2 separate regions of the Mus musculus genome follow, and region 2 is linked to region 1. The links are chromatin contacts, called in public HiChIP or PLAC-seq maps. All regions are on one chromosome and are shown on one strand. The core of a region is the stretch at or near the end of the contact, and the rest is flanking DNA. Distances in the headings are between cores, read along the strand shown.

Region 1 (2,884 bases), core at 190-2,689:
ATTAAAAGCATGCACCACTGCTCCCAGCAGACAGAAAAAATGTTGAAGATCAAATGATACATGTTCTCTCTCAAAGCAGATTCTAGCTGCTTGAAATGTTTGGATTTGTGTGTTTTTCCTGGAGTGCTTCCAGAAGTCAGGACGCTGGAAAAGGGCACTGGAGTATCCATGATATGAACAGGTAGGTGTTAGAAGTGGGATGGGTAGGAAAGGAAGGCTGGAGGAGGCCTAACCAATGCTAAGGAAATAGGAAAATGCCGTATATAAACCTACTATTTTCTAAGCTATTAAAAAAAACACATTTTTTAAAAGATTTATTTATTTCATGTATGTGAATACACTGTCGCTGTCTTCAGACACACCAGAAGAGGGCATCAGATCCCGTTACAGATGGTTGTGAGCAATCCATGTGGTTGCTGGGAGTTGAAATCAGGACCTCTGGAAGAGCAGTCAGTGCTATTAACTGCTGAGCCATCTCTCCCGCTTAAATTCTTTAAAAATAGAAGAGTCAGCCAGATGGTTCAGTGAGTGAGGGTGCCGCTATCAAGCCTGCTGACCTGAGTTCAAATCCAGGATCAATATGGTAGGTGAGAAGCAGAGCTAACCTCTGGTGCACAGGCATGTGCTTATTCACACAATAAGCTTAAAATATAAAGTTCAAGATCATGTTTGAGCTACATAGTTGAGGCCAGCTTGAATTACAGAATTACAGAGATCATATTCTAAAAGCCAAAAAAACATGAGACTCCCTAGCTAGGACGAATACAAAAATAGAGTAATCAGTCACTTGGGAGACTCACTAAGTAAATGGCAACTCAAAGGGCCCACAATCTAATCAATTAGGGGTATCCTCAATACAATAAATCCTAACAAGCACACTCTAGAGGGCGCAAATACGTCCTGCAATGTGTACATTCACCCTCAGCAGTGTGCTTTGAAAAATCGATCTAAAGAGACTAAGAAAAAAATAACAGAAGAAGCGCAGATGTGGGCATGGAGACTGGGTGATACTGCCTGTGTTTTGTGGGTAGGAAATCTAATCTGGGGTTCCATAATTCAAGTCCACGCAGACCTGGAGGCTCTTGGATGGCGACTTGGAGAGTGGAGAAAGGGTGGTCAGTATGGAGAGAGGGAAGAAGCTTGCGCTCTAGGGACCCAGCTGCAGAGGTCCTCCTGCCTGCAGCCTGAGGCGCAAACCTGTGGAAAATCTCGGTCCTTTGGCCTTCCAGGACCCTACCTCCCCACCGGCCCCGCGACCTGCCGGTTCGCCTGGGTTCCTCGTCAGGCCAGCCCACCGGACTCCTGGCGAGCTCCACCCGGACACGTTCCAGCCCAGTCCCCCGAGCGCAGCGGGGCGCGGGTGGACGCGTGGGGCAGGGCGAGGGGCGGGGAGCGTGGAGGGGCGGAGCGGCGGGAACGCGAGGGCGGGGCTCGGACACTGATTGGGCATCGCCACGTTCCGAGGCCGTTTATGGCGGCTGGGCTGGGCTACGGGTCCAAAACAAAGGGCAGGCGGCCCGCGAGGCGGCGGCAGGAGGATGCCTCGCGCCCGGAGTGGGCGCCAACGGCCGGAGCGCGTCCCGGGTCACACCGGGACCGCCTGAAAACCGAGCTCGCGCCGACCGAGCCTGGGCCGGATGGGCGCAGCGGACCGCGGAGCGGCCGTGAGTACGGGCGGGCCTCAGGGGTTCTCTGCGGAGACCTGAGGATCTCCGGCTCCGGGAGGCGGGGAAGCACCTGTTGGGCGCGGGCGGGCCGGGCGGGAGTGCGGAGGATGCGTTGACTTTTTGTTCTGATGTTCCGAACTGTTGGTATTTGGGTCATTAGAAGACAACGCAAAATCCCGGTCTTTCTTTCTTTCTTTTTTCTTCGCCCCCCCCCCCCCATTGTTTTTTCCCCTACCTTAAAAAATGGGGAAAGAAATAAATACAGAAGATACCTCCAATAAAAGAATATTATGGGGTGGCATTTTCAAGTTGCCTGTACAATAATAACTAAAGGGAATTGTCCTCATTGTTTACCACTTGTGGCTCTAGGCTTTATCAATGTAAATTGCTAACAGTAGCAACTAAATAAGATATTCTCTACTCAATAACTGCACAAATGGTCATCTTCGATCGTGTACTGAGCTCCAGGATAGAAAGCCGGCAGAATTCTGTTTTGGATAGATAATAGACGTTGAAAACATCATTTTTCAGCCCAAGGTCTTTCTAATTCAGTTGCCTTATAAGTATCCACAATGTATTCACCTTAACTAATGTATCTTGTCAAAGAATTGACCATACTCCTCCTCGCTCCGCTGAAGTTCCAAGACCAGGCTCACCTCCTCTGGGGAACTTCTCCAGGCCCCTCTGAGTAAGCCACCCTCACCCATCACCCAGGGCCCTTTACCTCTGCTGTGTTCTGGTAGATGTGTTAACAAATGTTTGCTGAGTACCCGTCTCCCTCTCCCCTAGGGGCTGGTCCAGTGGGTGTCTGTGTGCATGTGTATGGTGGGGTACAAATAAATAAACACACACACACATGTATATTCACCGTGTGTGTGCCTGGTATCTAGAGAAGCCAGAAGAGGGCATCGGATCCCCTAGAGCCGAAGTTATGGATCCTCCACAAGAGCAGCAGGTGCTAAAGGATGTCAGCCCATCTCTCCAGCCATACTGTGGGCTCTTAAAAAAGTCAGGGGTGCTGTATTTGAAGAGTTTTGCTACCAGGATCCCTAGGTCTATGTGTTCCTAGCCAAGGGACTATGTGGTTAGCATGTCTTCTTAGGGATTAGACCAAAATCTTGACTTACCACAGATATATAGCAGCCCAGGGGCTGGCCCATATGAAACACTAAAAATACATACATACATACAGACAGACAGACAGACAGTTGAATCAA
Region 2 (2,702 bases), core at 5-2,504, 230 kb after region 1:
TGATGGAGGTCAGGAACCAAGTTGGTGGGTAAGACACAGTGCTCTGCACAGGGAAAAGCTAGGCTATCCCACACAATCGAGTGGCAATGGGGTTTTTCTCAAGGGCCAGATCCCAGCTACAGCCTGACAGTGACATGGACCCTGTGGAACAAGCATGTCTACACGTAGCAAACAGGGTGACCCAGATCCAGGGGCAAGTAGCTCTAGAGGCTCAAGTACAGGTGCAGGGTCATTGTAGACAGTCAGGCTAGGCCTAAGGCATGGTGCAAGATGAATAGAATATAGCACAGCCACTTTACAGAGGCTGTCTATACCAGCAGAAGTATAGATGCTAGCTTCTATGCTACTGAGTCCTAGGCGATGGCCTGTGGTGGGGAGTAGATCACAAGGGAGCTTAGATATGAGGAAAAAAAGAGGTCTGATCCACCATTGCAAGGGAACAGAGACAGCAGAGAAAGGAGGAGGGCAAACTGATGTTTCTGAGTGCATCTGGGATTAGCCAGCTAAGCCTGAGTGAGGGCTGAGCCTTTGTGGTAGTGCAGGCAGAGGCATTTCTGTGATGGCTACATGCTACTGAAAAGCAGCAACAGGAATCATTTTCTATAACTTGTTCCCACTGCCTTTAGAAAAGTATCAGTCAGTGACAGACTAGGTACTAACAAGAGGACTGGCCCCTCTCTGTAGGTGGTTGGAGAAGTGTAGTTCTAATGGGCTATGAGGCCATGGTCTGGAGTTCAGGGGAGAGAAAGACAATACCTGGTAGAAGCAAGAGCTTCTACCATGCATTGGTGCTGGTCAGCCAGCCCCTCACAGACAACAGCAGAGGCCATGTTCTAGCAAGCAGGACTGTACTAGGGGACAGGGGTTGGGGAGCCTCTTAGCCAGCCAGCGGATCATGGTCTCATGCCCTCTACAAGTCTTCTTGATCGTCCCAGGGCACTGCCATAGGATTTACTCTACACTGCAGAGCAGCATCGCAGGACATACCCACCCACCCCTACCATGATCTACACACTACACATGTGCCCTACATGCCAGTAACAGCACACTCAGGTGCCCCAGAGAAATAGGGTCCTCACTTGAAACGTGGTCCAATGGCTGCCACATGCCTGTTCATGCTCCCCCTGGCTCCACCAATATTGAGGGACATGGAGCGCTGCAGCAGGCTTGAGAAGATCTCCACCTGGTCAGAGCTACAGTACTTGGCAATCTCAAACCGCTGGACCAGGAACTGTGGAAAGTAAACAAGCTGTGTAAGTTGTCACCCATTCTCTCAGGTCAGGGCCCCTAGACCAGCTGGTGCGCTGGGCTGACCCAAGTGTCCCCAAGGCTGTCCCTACAAAGCTCAGCAGAGCTTGAGGGTAGGCACATACATCGATCCAGATGTAGTGAGGTGTCACTTCGGGGGGACAAGGTCTTGGCTGACTTGCTTCTGATGCTGCCAGGGGGTCTGCTTCCTTTGTTTCCACAGAAAAGAGGCCGAACTTCTGCTCTACTGTCATGTGCCAGGCTCCTGCCATCTCCCGCATAAACTGCAAATTGGAAAGAAAGGTCAGTGCCTCCAGAGAGTAGAGGGTGGGTGGCTGCTTTGTTTTTGAATTCCTGAATAAAGCTCAACATGTAACTTATGCCTGTGACCCCAGTATTCAGCAGGCTGAGGCAGGAGGACGGGAATGAGTTCAAGTTCAGCAGGGGCTACATACAGAATGAGATGCTTTCTTAAAACAAACACAAAGTAAAACTGTACTGGATGAAAATAGAAGGCAAGCAAAGTAAGGAGCAGCGGCCCGGAACCCACGTCTCAGGGGAGCTACTCAAGTCTTTGTATGCTTCCTCCAGCTCCCCACCCCCAACTGACTGTCAACACAACTCATGGGCCCAGCAGGGCAGGGAACAAGGTGCAGCACATCTTGGTTAGCATGTCCCTAATGCAGTGCAAGCCTTCCACAGGCTCTATCCTGGTGAAGCTTGGAAAGAATTCTGAAAACTTCCTGTGTTAAGAGCAGCAAGTACCACATGCAGGATTTCCAAGCCACAAAGGTAGGTCTTCATTAGCTTATCAGATTTGAGAGTAGCCCAGGAAGTTCAAGGGAGGGCAGGCTGTAAGTGTCAAGATCAGAGTCATTCCCTTGACCTAGTCATACTGATCCAGGGCCCTTTCTGCTTTGAGCTTGGAGGGTTGCCCAGATAAAGCACAGTAGTGTGTTCTGGAAGAAGTAGGGGCTAAACAGAGGAATGGTTACTATTTTACCCTACAGAAGCACCAGCGATGCATGGGTTATGCAGGCTTTGGTTCCCTTTCTAGCACCATTACCTACCCTCTTGCAAGACTTGGCTCAAGATGCTGGGGATCATGAGCACTAAAGAGCAAGATGGGAGTCAACTAGGCAAGGCTCAGGAGAAGCCCAGGCAGGCTTTATAAAATGACACCTCTCTTCTGCTATTCCTCGTGATTCCTGAAGGCACAGATGCCATTGGGAGGCCATGAGGGTGAAGACAAAGGCCTTTCATGCTAAGGTAGCATCGTTATAGGTGGGAAATGAAGAATATCAAGGAGCTATATACCCTGCTGTGGCTTCTTTCGGAGTCTGGCTTCTGCCTACTGTTAGATGTATTTTTTATGGTAGAAGTTGGGGTACCAAATTGGTTGGAAGTATAGGAAACCCCAGAACTGATGGGATAAAGTAACCAAGCAAAGGCTA

The links. HiChIP or PLAC-seq counts read pairs in DNA pulled down with a chosen protein or histone mark.
Region 2: a contact with region 1 is called in an H3K4me3 HiChIP or PLAC-seq map of the 230-238 cell line, with 12 read pairs. The contact joins the enhancer-like site here to the promoter of Ypel1 in region 1. A contact is called at or near these places in 9 of 39 promoter capture datasets (the 3T3-L1 cell line, the C10 cell line, cranial neural crest and 4 more), 2 of 15 datasets of contacts at CTCF or cohesin (embryonic stem cells and large pre-B cells), 9 of 484 Hi-C or Micro-C datasets (the G1E-ER4 cell line, embryonic stem cells and nephron progenitors), 6 of 115 datasets of contacts at active chromatin or transcription factors (the 230-238 cell line, embryonic stem cells, large pre-B cells and 1 more) and 5 of 9 other capture datasets (adipose tissue, embryonic stem cells, liver and 2 more).

Annotation. Positions count from the first base shown.
Region 1 is chr16:17,068,700-17,071,583 of GRCm38.p6, forward strand. Ypel1 (yippee like 1) reads left to right here and starts at 1,440. Exons shown (of 5, transcript NM_023249.6): 1 at 1,440-1,664.
Region 2 is chr16:17,301,912-17,304,613 of GRCm38.p6, forward strand. It overlaps Pi4ka (phosphatidylinositol 4-kinase alpha), which reads right to left. Exons shown (of 55, transcript NM_001373955.1): 33 at 1,374-1,532; 34 at 1,080-1,231. Among named protein-coding and RNA genes, the nearest start is that of Tmem191c, 27 kb to the left of the region's middle. Within about 2 kb of position 1,255, at least 14 of the 459 cell types and tissues checked have an H3K27ac peak or open chromatin away from gene starts, as enhancers often do. A contact at or near this core is called in the 230-238 cell line, where this site is marked.